Regions from separate parts of the Drosophila melanogaster genome. Here region 1 is linked to region 2. A link is a contact called in public targeted proximity ligation data. All regions are on one chromosome and are shown on one strand. The core of a region is the stretch at or near the end of the contact, and the rest is flanking DNA. Distances in the headings are between cores, read along the strand shown.

Region 1 (6,219 bases), core at 1,873-4,372, 130 kb after region 2:
ATGTGGATCCCAAGTCTTGGGACGCCTTTGTCAAGTTGCGTCGCCAGAAGACTGAGAGCGAGTTGCGACTGAAGGGTATTGGATACCAGCTGCTCGACAGCCAAGCCCTCCTGGGTGTCCTTAACAAGGACCTCGCAGCGCTCAAGGAGTCCAAGATCCTGACTCAACGTAATTCCGAAGATAGCATCCAAACATACGTAAGTGTTGTAACGAACTACGGAAAGCCTTCCACTCTTAAGAAATATGCTGCTTGAAGGAAGCAATTTAAAAAATTTGTATGTTTCCACAACGCATAAACATTATTTTATTGTTTCAAAAAAGTTTCTGCTTAATCTTCGCAAGTTTAAATATTATATTGCTGGAGTAACCCCAATGAATTTTCCTGCTTCAGCTAGAAAAGATGAGAAACATGACCATCCAGTTGACCCTCACAATGGGTCAAGTTGAGGTCTCGGTTATGGGCCAGTTTACAAAGCTCTCCAACACAGTTCTCATGCATGTGGATGACATCAACGATGTGAATCGCCAAATTCAGGTGAGCAATCATAGCAAAGAATGAGTGATTTTTAAAATTATCAACCTTAATAAATGCAGGAAGCTGGAAATAAGAAGATTAAAGCCATGCAAAGAGTGGCAGTATTTAGGCGTCAGGTCATCTTCAAGGAATGGGAACACAAGTTGTACAAGGCCAATATAGCGTATCTGAAGTACATGCTGGATGCCATCGAGAAATGCAAAGTTTCAATGGAGTTCCTTAACATCCTTCGCAATTGGGAAAAGGTTAAGACAGAACGTCAGAAGTATATAGCCGGAGCTATCGAACGAGTGATCGAACAAAAGATAGCAGTATTCAGGAAAAACATCGATCGTGTGTAAGTCACTTATAAGTCTTATATGTCCCAACTGAAAACTAATCTGTGCCCAAACGGAAGTAACATCAAAATCGATGCGGTAAAAGCACAGACCTTGGAGATAAAGCGCAGCAACCATGCCATCGATTTTAAAATCGAGCGTATCAAGGTAGACGTCACTTTCCAAAACACTTTGCGCGATACGATGATGGAGGACAAGCGGGATCGCGAGCAGCGGGAGCGGTAAGATAACCTCTCCAGTAGAATCTAAACTGTGTCACCGAGCACTGTAATCAAAATTAATTGGACAGCTAACTGCTAGCAAAAGTTCATCTAAATTCGCAAAAGTTGACTTTTAAAGCTATCAAAACTAGTACGTTGCCAATATAATGTTGCATTTAAAAGTTGCTGTCATACTTATCAGAAAATAAGAAGAAACTTATCTATCTGTTGGCTACAGTAAAAAGTATTTTTACCACTGCTCATATTTCGGGCTAATTACCGAATTTCATGCAAAAATCAAACAGTTTTATATTTAAAACATATGTTCTCTTTCCACCGCAGAATGTCGCAGATTAAGACCCATCGGCAGCTCATGGAGAATGTCCGCCGCAACTACGCCCATGTGCTGGAACTGCAGACGATTCTGGAGCTGCTCCGTCTGCGAACCTACCCCACGTTGGGTCCACCCCTGCCCCAATGTCATCCGCCAGTGCCGGAGCATATCCTCAGTTCGGTGCCCTAGGAGAACTTCAACCCGACCAACCAACAGACCAGACCGTGGGGCTAAGTTTTAGCCACTTGGCGAAATTGCAATTAAATATTTTCATTCCGCCAAATGAAAATTTATTAGTGGTTCTGGGTATCTGGTCTGGGTCTTCTGACTCGTGCTGCCACTTAATTGGGTTTGTTTGTGTCTGGGGAAAATTACGAAAACGAGGCATAAAGTCGTGCACTTTGAGCTCTGTTTGCTGTTTAGTTCGTTGCTCCCGAAACAAACTCTACTCTTGACTAACTACTTTTGGGGCTTAAGTTGGGGGAAACCCTTCAGCATCGCACTTCACATTTATTGTTTTAATGAATTGCCCTTGAAGACACGAGAGTTGATCCGAGAGATCAAACTGTTGCAATATAATACAAATAAAAAACCCCGATTGTCACTTTATATGGCTATCATATCGTGATTACGCTAAAAATACGGCAATACACGACTATTATTCTAATTATTATTACCTCTTTTAACCATTACGTAATCTTCGGATTTACTCCGAGCAGTAAGCCCTTATCTATTCAGCTTTCAAAACCAGAGAACTGTAATTTCTTTACTAAATATGCGAATTCATCATTTAAATTACTTTAACCCCTGGAGGTGAGCTACAGAATACACTATTTTTGTTAGTTCAGTTTTTTTACCGCAGCATCTATGTTGATAATAGTGTTTCGTTATTTCTATTCGCCTTTTAAGATGAGTTCACCATGCTAAATTTACGTTTTTGATATCCAAAGTCTACAAGAGTAGCTCTGTCTAAATATTCTGAAAGCGTTGTTTGGTTTGCCCAAGTCCAATCGCATTTGCATTTCTCCAACTTAGCTTCGCGTTGGAAATTTCCGGGTTGCTTCGTCAAATTTTCTAATACTCGGTATTATAAATATTTATTTTGCGCAATTACATAATTTCGAATGTAGGGCGCCTTATCAAAAGCATTTAAAAAAAACCTTATCACGTGCCACGTGCTTTGCATTGATAGCCGGTAAAATGGAAATTATAGTATAAAATAAAATTGACTATATACCTGTTACTCGTACAGAAAGTCGACTATAGCGTTATCTCTTCACTTTAACTATATATAAATATATATTTAACTAAAAAAAATGCTTACAGAAATATTAAAATATTTGGTCTTTAATGAAAAAAACAAATAAAAGTAGATAAACAATTCCGATTGCTGGATCGAAAGGCCTTCAGAACAGCTTAGCTATGCGAGCCATTGAAATGATAAGCACACATTGTAGGATATGTATATTCCAAATTTATACAGTGGTAATTCCATAATTATTTCTTGTTGAAATTCAAATTAAAAATATTCTTAAATTATATATTTAAATCTTTGTTACGGGCCAAGTGCTAGAATACTGGATTCGAGGATAGGGCAATACCATTAAGTCCTACAGAGATTAACTATTTGGCGGTTGCATAAAGCGGTTATCTTCTGTGACTAAACAAATGTAGACATTCTTGAGCCAAGCAAACGCTCAGCTGTTATGCGAAGCAATCTATTCCAGCATGCTACGGAAAAAAGTACGCTTATCACGGGTCAGCTCCGTAGCTCTAAACGCTCGGCCTTCCTAGTGCCGATAAGCCGGTCTCAAATTCGGCCGGCTGCGGCGCAAAACGAGGTGTCGTTATGAGTAGTTTGGCAGAGGTTCAATCAGTACTCAAGTCATCGTTCTCTAGTTCAGAGTTCCGCAGCAGTTACAAAAAACCAACACAAAAATGGCCAAGCTCGCAATTTGCATCCTCGTGTTCGCCCTGTTCGCCGTAAGTAAAATGCTCAAAGTCCTGGCACACAGATGCAGGACCTATTTTCAGAGATAAACTACAATGTGGCACTTTGATTTCAGTTGGCTCTGTCCGCCCGCGTCCCCCGTGAGGAATCCAATCCTGCCCAAGAATTTCTTACCAAGGCCCAGGGTGATTTCAACGAATTCATTGAAAAGTTGAAGGCGTTGGACGCGAAGAAGGTTGAGGTAATTATAAAGCAATCATATCAAAAATAAAGCGAGTTCTAAGTAATTAATAGTCATTTTTCGTGGAGACGCTTAAAACTCATTCTATCCACTACATACGTATTTTCCATAAAGTATTTACGAATTTCTAACTAACAACTTTTCTCTCTGTGTAGGGTCTCTTCAAGGATGGATTAAATACCGTGCAGGAGGGTCTGCAAAAACTTAACGAAACATTTCTTCAGGCACCAGCCGCATCCACCTAAGACGTTGTTGGATGGCCATATATCATTACATTGAAAACGACTCCAATAAATGTTTTAACTTTAACTTTAGTTGTTACATACATGAAAACTAAAAAATGAAATTAAAACGTTAATTGTTTTTAGCACAAAAACATATATTTGCCTATTACTTTAAAAAATTTTTCCATTCCACTTTCTAGAATAGCTATTTTATTACCTTAAAATTGGTAAAATTGAGATGTTTAGATTGAAAGATGATTTTTTTATTTATATTTCTTTTATTCTGAGAAAATATGCTTCCACGCATGAATTTGACTTGGTTAGGATAAAATTATTATAATTATGCCAATTTTTATTAGTACGGCCACCGAAAATGGTTAATTGCACTTCCTACAAGCTAAGTTATGGAACTTTTCTATACCGTTTTCACTGTGTTATTAAAGATTTTAGATGCTGAAGAGTGCTGATCTCGCTCTTCTTCGAAGAAAATTGCAGAAAATCAAAAATTATTGCCATGATTTGAGTTTCGTAAGAACAACTGGCTTTGAAACGGTAGCACGCGTGAAATATTTGTCAGCTATTTTGCACACCTGTTTGGCGCAGCCAACTCGGGGAATGGAGGACGAAATGTGAGGGCTTTCGAAACCATGAATAATGTATTGGCATTTGTACGGCATCGCATCTCGGGGAATCCCCTCCGATCGCCCAATCTAACTTCATCGCCGCGCACGATTGCATAATACCAAAGTGGATTTTTGCTTCTTCCAAGGGATTTCGTATCGAGCTTTGGGCCAAAAATGTGGGTTGCACAAACGGAAGTTTGCAAAGGCGGATATTGCCAAATTGTTGCTTAGACATATATTATGTAGTCGTGCTTACCTGTGTGCTCCCATCAACGGACATCCTTGTCCAATTTCTATGGCATTGTTGCGTGAAATTTATAAATGTTTTTGTTTCACTTCTAGAAGGTTGTCTTATTCAAACCCGCCGTGAGTTACTGGTTTACTCAACGATTCGAACTGTGAATGGAATGGTGAATTGTCAAAATTTGTGAAATGAATGAAATATGAAATATGTTCTTAAAACTAAACCGTTCAGAAAAGTAGGAGTTTATTTTTTAGTGCTTTTAGTTCGTTTTTTAATTATTTATCTATTAAAATTGTATTAACTACTGCTAAACAATCGCAAAGAAAGTGGCCAGATATGAGCGGGTGGGATGCGATGCGATGCTCTGCTCTGCGGAGTTATGGGAGTACAACCAAGTTGGAAAACTCTCCTCCTCGGCACTGCAGCAAACAGTTCCCACAGCAACAATATGGTTGCGATGTCACGCAGTGCGTGCGCCAGTGTGAGTGCATTGTAATGCTAATTTAAATAACGATAAGCTCAACAACAGCACCAGCTACAACTACAACTACAACTACCACTGCAGCTGCAACTACAACAACAGCAACTGCATCTACAACAGCGACAACAATGGCAACAATAATACGAAAACAATTTGGCATTCTGTGATTTTGTCATCCTTTTACGATTGTTGTTGTTAGTTTTCCACTCTCTTCCATTGGGTAAAAGTCCTTTTACTAGGAGATTGCTTTCCAAAGTGCATAATTAAATGGCATATGAAAAAGTTAAGATATTTTTAAATATTTTCTATTATTTTGAAAACCCATCTCACTGTTTTGAGCTCTATTAAAATTATATTTGATTAAATTACGCGACAAATTCTTTTATAATGTTATTCGTAAACTAGAGTATTAAGTCTTCCTGCAGAAAACCCAATTTCCTTGCACTCCTTTTTATTGTTGGGTGTGCAGCATCTGCAGTAAGCCAGACACCACATATATGCACACACATCTGGCCATATTAGCGTGCGAGCGGGAAAAACAAATAATAAAGCCACTTGCGCATAAAGAAGCGAAAACAACGGCGAAGGCAAAAGTTTCGCATGCAGCAGAATCCTGGACGAAGGGGAGGCAAAATGCAGAGGGGGTGGCATTATCCTTTCTATCACTTGTCACATTTCCGCATAATGGCGTCATTGCTGCTGCTGCCTGTTGCGAACAATGAATACATTTGTAATGTTAATGGAATGCAACGGCAACTGCGAGGAAACCGAAACGAGAACAACGCCAACCATTTTCCGTCGCCCATTCGAGCTGTTGACGCCCATATTTGTTTGCGTTTATCAGCCAGTTTCTGTGCGCCACATAAAATGGGGGCGAGGAATGCGGCTTTTCCAGCCACGCCCACACGCACTCCACGTAGGACTTTGCTTCGTCAGAAAAATGTTGTTGGTTCGGTGTTCAAAGTTGACGGAGGTGCCAGTGTGATAACTTGAACGTATTACATATGAAAAAAAGACGAAATCATTTTACTTGACATTTAGAAAAAAA
Region 2 (6,665 bases), core at 3,705-6,204:
TGTTAGTGTGTGTGTGTGTGTATGCCTGTGTTGGGCAGCGTGATAGTGTTGGTAACTGTTTTCGGCTTCAAGAGATTAGAATTGATGTGGGTTACTAAGCAAACATGAAAGGCTATTACGTTAAGCGTTGCGTTACGTTGTGTTATGTTATGTTACGTTGAAAGTGAAATAGTTTTCTTTTCATTAAATATATATTAAATGACAGGCAACAGCAAAAGTCAAAGTTAAAATTTCTTTGATTGATGGGAATGTATGGTTAAATTAAAAATATTCATCGCACCTTTAAATGTGAGTTACATGAAGTTTATTATTCATTTGGTGTCATATATTTATTTATTTGACACTTATCTACTTCAACAGTCACGCACTTTGTTAGCTCTTAAATTGAGTTATCCAAATTATATTTCATTTGTTATTATACCAAAATTTCTCAATGACTCAGAGCCATATTTCTGAAATTCCCTTAACCCAGCGTTTAGTCCCAAAAAATATTAATTACACATTATTAATTTGCCAGCTTTTGCGGACGTAGCGCGATGAACACGAAGGATATGAAAAATGATTTGTTTCCTCCTGTTCGGGCAAAGTGGTTCAGATATTATTTAAATGAATTGTTTTTAGCCACCAACGATGGCGATAAAAACACTTTTTTTTTTCGCCGGCACGAGGAAAAAGTTCTCTTTCTGCGTGGGCGCACAAAAATTCGATGGGTTACACCATCGCGGATTCGGTGAAAACTCATCCTTCTTTTTTTTCAGATCTGACCGGAGGCCTATCTCGATTATTGTTTAATACGCTGTCATTAATCAATTTGTTTGCCATTGTTTGGGGCCGCTGGGGTAGGTGTGTGTGTGTGTGTATCTTTTTGCCGTTCTTGTTTGGCCAAATTAATTATGGCCCCAAACTCGGTTCTGGGCTGATAAGCAACAGCAACAACGAACAAAACCAGTGCAGAATAGTGACAAATTTTTTGTGGCCAGCATAATAAATGACTTTGTTTTTGGCCTGTCCATTCGAAATAATTGATTATGCCATGCACAAAACTAGGTGAAAGAGGTGAAAGATGTGGAGCAATATACAAAATGGTATGAGTGGACCGATGGAGTTGAATCGCACACTTCAAGGTCGAAATTGGATAGATTAATTTACCTGATGGTTAATTGAAATTGTAGCTTATGTAGCATTTAGATATCAATATCAACCAATGCCCATACATACAAATGTATTAATCTAAAAAGCAGCTGCATAAACGACAAATTTAATTATTAAAACGAACAGTAAATATAATCAGTCAAACTGCCATCAATTATACATACATCATTCAACAAATAAATTTAAAATGCATATCGTACTCAAAAAGAATCTTAGAAATTACCCTTTTTAATAAATATTCACAGTCGAAAACAATGCCTGCACTTAGTAAACAAAGAAAAGTTTCCAAGTACTAATATTGAATTCAACATTTATGACCTATGACCACTTCATCGACTCAACGAGTTGATGCATTTGCTGCTGTGCATATTCCAAATGCAAATATTTACATCAATTAAAACGATTTATTTGCGAAATGAATAGAATGAATCCCGCCAGACACAAATAATTGCACATGTGAACGGAACCTAACTCAATTAAATTCGCCATCATTGAAGTGCATCAAACACCCGAAGAGTCCTTCAAATAGCTTTGAGCTCAGCCAGATTCATTTTTTCGATGGATTTCGTTTACCTCAAATGCACTCTATAAATGCAAATCAGAAGCAAGCAGCGCATTGGAATAACCATCGAGACACTTGTGCATATCCAACGGATACATATGCCCACTGTCTCTGTATCTTTGAGGTTGCCGTGTGCTGCAGGCCGAGATTTCTTTTGGCCATTTACAAATTGTTCAATGACGGTTGTAATAAATTATTTATGTTATTGCGGCGTTGTCAATAAAGACATAAGTGCGCACATTGAAAAGCGAAACCCCAAGCGGATTGACATCGAGCGGGGGATCAAATTGTTCGGGGGAATCGGGTCGAGCAATTACTATATGCTATATGCTACATGCTATAAACTCGATGGAACAACAACAATGGGGCCATAAAAGCGCAGCCCAAGTGCAGGCCATACAAAATGGGAAATAACAAAAACACACAAAAGGCCAAAAGAAACAAAAAAAAACTCAAATTTGACACCGAAATCAAATTAACATACAAAAACTTACATTCCACATTACAAACCGGCAAACAGACGTAGCTTTTGTGTAAGCGAGCAACAAACAAACAATTTGAGTTGGGGAAAAATCCGAAAATCACAGTTGGATGTCGAAGAACTGTCATATAACACTTGTTCGCCTCACTTGTTGGGCATTTTCTTGCCTGCAGAGCGGCACAAATGGCTTGGTTTTTTCACATTTTCATTTTTGTTTCGTGTTTAGTGCGCTTTTTTTTGCATTTACAAAATTCTTGTAGCTGCCACGTGTGGCAGCGACAAATTGACATTGATGTGAGCGGTGGAGTGGGTGCATTCCAACAGGTGTTCGAATTAGATGGCATTAACCAACACTGCAAGCGGCTAGCGACCGTAACTGTACTTTGAACTTTAAGCCCTTTTTACCTTGGTAGGTTCGTTGAAAGCATAGGTAGCATATTAAAACAATTTACACCTTTATATAACTGCTAAGTATCAAATACCACCTAAATACAAATACTATGCAAAAATGCCTCGTTTGCAGTTAATTTTTAAGCTAAGTGTAGTGAAGTGGCGTGAATGCGTCATTTTCTAAGCTATTTGCTCGTGTGATCGGTGGAGTGCATCCCCCAAAAATGTGGCACTGCGATGCGGCACAACGCCAGCGTATCAAAAACTCCTTCAAGGACCTTCTCCAGTGCCACTCAAACTGTAATTAAAGCCAACGCTGCTGCTCATCGACTCTTGAAGCCGTTTGCAATCCGTTCGTTCGCTCAACAATGGGAGTTTAATGTGCGGGCCTTGGGGCATTTTCATCGCATAATCATTTTTTTTTTTTGTGCCCGAACAGGGATCATAAATATGTCGCTGGCACTTGAGGCAGCCTCTCGCATTTATGTCGCTGCACACGGGGAGGAAAACACCAACCCCCTGCCACCCCTTTCCACTGCATTTTCGTTGCAGGTTCTTGAGTGTACGTGTACGTTGCCTGCACTCTCAATTATGTCTTAATTCGTATCTAATGGATATTTTCTGTGTGAATTTTCATGATTAATCGCCGCCCGAGGATGCAGGGGGGCAGCAGCAATCACACTGAAACAAAAATTGCACTTGCGACCATGTGAGAGTGCACTCTGTGCTACTACTTATACTAACAAAAGAATTGATTTTATTTGGACTACAGAATTTTTCTTTCATTATAATAAATTTTGAATTTTAAATTTTTAGACGTGGCCAATACTAATTTGCAGAATATATCGGATATTTTTCTCAGTGTACGTAAAAGGGTGGTTTGCCGACTGCAGTTGTTCACACATGTGTTCACAAAAAGAGTGCAAAGATTGTGGGTGGTGGGGGGCGTACAATGAAACTGCGAGCGATAACTCAACTCCACCGAAGGTTCCCAACTTTCTTTCCCCCTCGATTTTCTTTTTTTTTGAAAATTTGCAAGGCGTTGGCATGGGGTGGGATGAAATTTGCAATTGCTGGGGTGTGGCAGTTCGGCATTAACGGCATATGCATCGTATGTAGGTTTTTACGTTTGTGTGCGTAGACGGCGACGTGTTGCAACTTCCGGTGACGTCGACGTAGTCGCAAAAAGTGATTACGCGGCATTTGTGGTAGCAGCAAACCGGCGACGGTTTTTGCAAACATTTCCAAGAATGCAACCGCATTTGCCGACACCCCCCTCCCCCCTTTCACCGTACAAACACCACCCACTTTTTCGTTGGTAAACAAAAAGCATCTGAAATGCAATTCGCACTTCGGCAGCACATTGGCGCCATCTAGCCGCGCTTAGGCGAACTATGAAAGAGAGCCAGATAACGCGTGTGGTTTTCCGAGAGAGAAAATTGGTGGAAACCCAATCGAGTTGGGAATTTTATCTAAGAGCGAGAGAGTGGTGCCGGTTCTCCGTTCAATTTTCCTCTCTGTTTATCTTTGACTGCTCCATTTGCATTCATTTTAGGCGTTATTGGTGTCTCTGCTGCAACCGCTCCCAAAAAATCAGATTTACATGTCGTTGTTGTTGGTTCTTTTTTATTTATTTATTTTACTTAGCATCGCATCTGATAAGAAAGTTACATATGTGTGCTGGGCGAGCAATGAACTTATTGGAGCCTCTATGGGCAGGGCTAATTGGGACCGGTCAATGTGAGCGGTGAAGGCTAATTAGCTGTGGGCGGCGGAAGTACGACATCTTATTGGATAGAAAATGGGGGGAGATAGGACTAATGGAAAATCAAAGATTTTCTTTTGTTTACGGCTTGATAAGAAATTGTATTAGGCTCTGCAATGAATTTATAGCCAAAACTTTCGTGGGTACTTGATAAAGGGTATGAAAATTTCTTTTATTTCTTTATTGAAAACCTGTATATATCGAACAAAATATGATTGAATGTTAATTCAATCTGGATAACAATACTTATACAATATAACTTTAGATCCTTTCAAAACTCAGTCCTTTGAGATGATATTTTAGTTAGCGTGGTTTCAAACCATCCAGTCTCACTTTATCTGACTCAATGAGAATCCAACTTGAGTCTTGCCGGCTCAGATAAGCCCCGTTATCTGAGCGAGAGAGCATCCCATATGATTTTTGCACAAAAAGCCGAAGTATGCGTTCGTGCTGTTGCACACAATCACACTCTCTTCGTATGTGTATGTGTTTGCCTCGTGGTCTTGCTCTCCCGCTCTCGTGTTCTGTTAGCTCACTTCGGCACTTAACAGCGGCTGAGAATCGAGGTTTTGAAGTTCGTGGCGTACACAGATACAATACAGCGTTAGTTCGAAAAAAATCGTGAACGTGTTTGGACACATTGTGGAGCGCACCGTTATTTCCTTATAGCAGACAGCTCAGCAGATTCGCGCGTGCAAATTCTCACCCTTCTCTTCAACCTCCTCTCCCACCCACCACCACCATCGGTCGGTCGCTGTTGTAGCTGTTGTTGTTGTGCGGGCAACTTGCTTTTTGTGGGCGGGGCACGCGGGTCATCGCAAATAGCAAAATCGTCAATCGTCAATCGTCATCGGCGAAACGTGTGTGCAGAATTAATGAAATGCCCGCGCCGCTTCTTCATCAATGAAAACAAAAAGCGAGGAGACTATCCGCCAAATAGTATCTCAAAGATTTGTAGCTGTGCTTTCGGTTAACGTTGTGTTTGGGCTAACATTTTTGTTTTGACAACAGTGCGTGCTAACAAACTAGCCACGAATTGCCAAAATTATCGCGGTAAGTCCTTCGTTTGGTGCCTAATTATTATTCTGTGCTGTGATGTTACTAAGTTTAGTACTGATATTAATTAGTTTAGTTAATACCTTATATTTACTTTTTTGTTTTTGGTGCGCAGCATTTTAAATATATTTTAATATAGTTAGAAGAAAATACTGATATTCAGTATGAAAAAGAAGAAAAATGGTTTTTAGTGATGGAGAGAATATTGCTATACAACTAGACTGAAATAGGGCTAATTTAGTAATATTTTGATTGATAACCATTGAATTTTAATCAATAATCTAAGCAAATTTACGTTACCTCACATATGAATAACTTTAGAGCATACGCTACATAGCTAAAAAATAGCTAGTTTAAGGCGTAAATTGGTTGTTTTACTATAATTTGTTTAAAATAGTGTGTAAACAGGATAAAATGCATAACTAAAGATTGACCTTATCAGATATTACCGTTACACTTAATGAAGAAGCTCTTTAAGGCCAGAAAAACGCCTTGACAGCAGCATGACATTCTCTTTTCTTTTATTGCTGCTGTTGTTTCAATGTTCGATCGATAAGTTTTATGAGTTTTCGTTGTGAAATTTTGAAATCATTAATTATGTCTCGGGCCGCAGACTCGCTCGGAGTTTCCGTCCAGGGCCAGCCGTCTCAATTTTGGGGTTTCTGTCTGGGGAACAGGTTTCGTTAGAGCGAAAAACTTAAAGAACTTTTCGAGGTTTGTGCGATTCCGGGAACTTGTTAGGTGCTGCCTGGACTCGTGTTTGCTTGCCCCTCTTTATGGAGATGTGGATCTTTATGAATGAACGAGGTGGGGCTCAGTTTGGAGGCTCGGGCAGCTGGCCGACTGGGCGGCTGAGCGGTCCGAATGTCTCGTGTTGTGGGCCTTTCTCGTTGACACTTTTGAGGAATGTCAACTTGGCCCCACTGGCCTGGCCAACTGGGAATGGGTTAGACGTGAGCTGGCGTAAGTCTAAGATGCTGGGATGTACTAAAGTTCGAGGAATTCGAAAGGTGTATACAGTTTGGACCGAACTCAAGAAGACTTCAAGGAAATGGCTGTAGAAGAACAAAAATATTTAGCGGCATTAAACCAAATAAGCTTTGTAACCTTATGGGTTTCAGAGTTACTGTGTATTTATAAACAATATTCCGACATTATAAACTATTTCAATGATGATCATCCCCATAGAAACGATTTTGTATTATTTTAATACGAGCTTATCTTTATGTTGCGCCTTCCACTCTGTGCTTCCATCTTCT

Evidence for each region.
Region 1: a targeted proximity ligation map of the S2 cell line shows a contact between it and region 2, with 8 times the contacts expected there. A contact is called at or near these places in 5 of 107 Hi-C or Micro-C datasets (the Kc167 cell line, the S2 cell line, central nervous system and 1 more) and 3 of 7 datasets of targeted methods (the Kc167 cell line and the S2 cell line).

Annotation. Positions count from the first base shown.
Region 1 is chr3L:13,353,254-13,359,472 of dm6, forward strand. It overlaps Nplp2 (Neuropeptide-like precursor 2), which reads left to right and starts at 3,123. Exons shown (of 3, transcript NM_001300130.1): 1 at 3,123-3,390; 2 at 3,474-3,599; 3 at 3,755-3,970. The coding sequence starts at 3,346. The coding sequence ends at 3,844. CG17687 reads left to right here. Exons shown (of 9, transcript NM_001382040.1): 5 at 1-197; 6 at 392-535; 7 at 595-872; 8 at 933-1,094; 9 at 1,416-1,687. The coding sequence ends at 1,596.
Region 2 is chr3L:13,223,738-13,230,402 of dm6, forward strand. It overlaps caps (capricious), which reads left to right and starts at 4,955. Exons shown (of 4, transcript NM_168540.3): 1 at 4,955-5,403.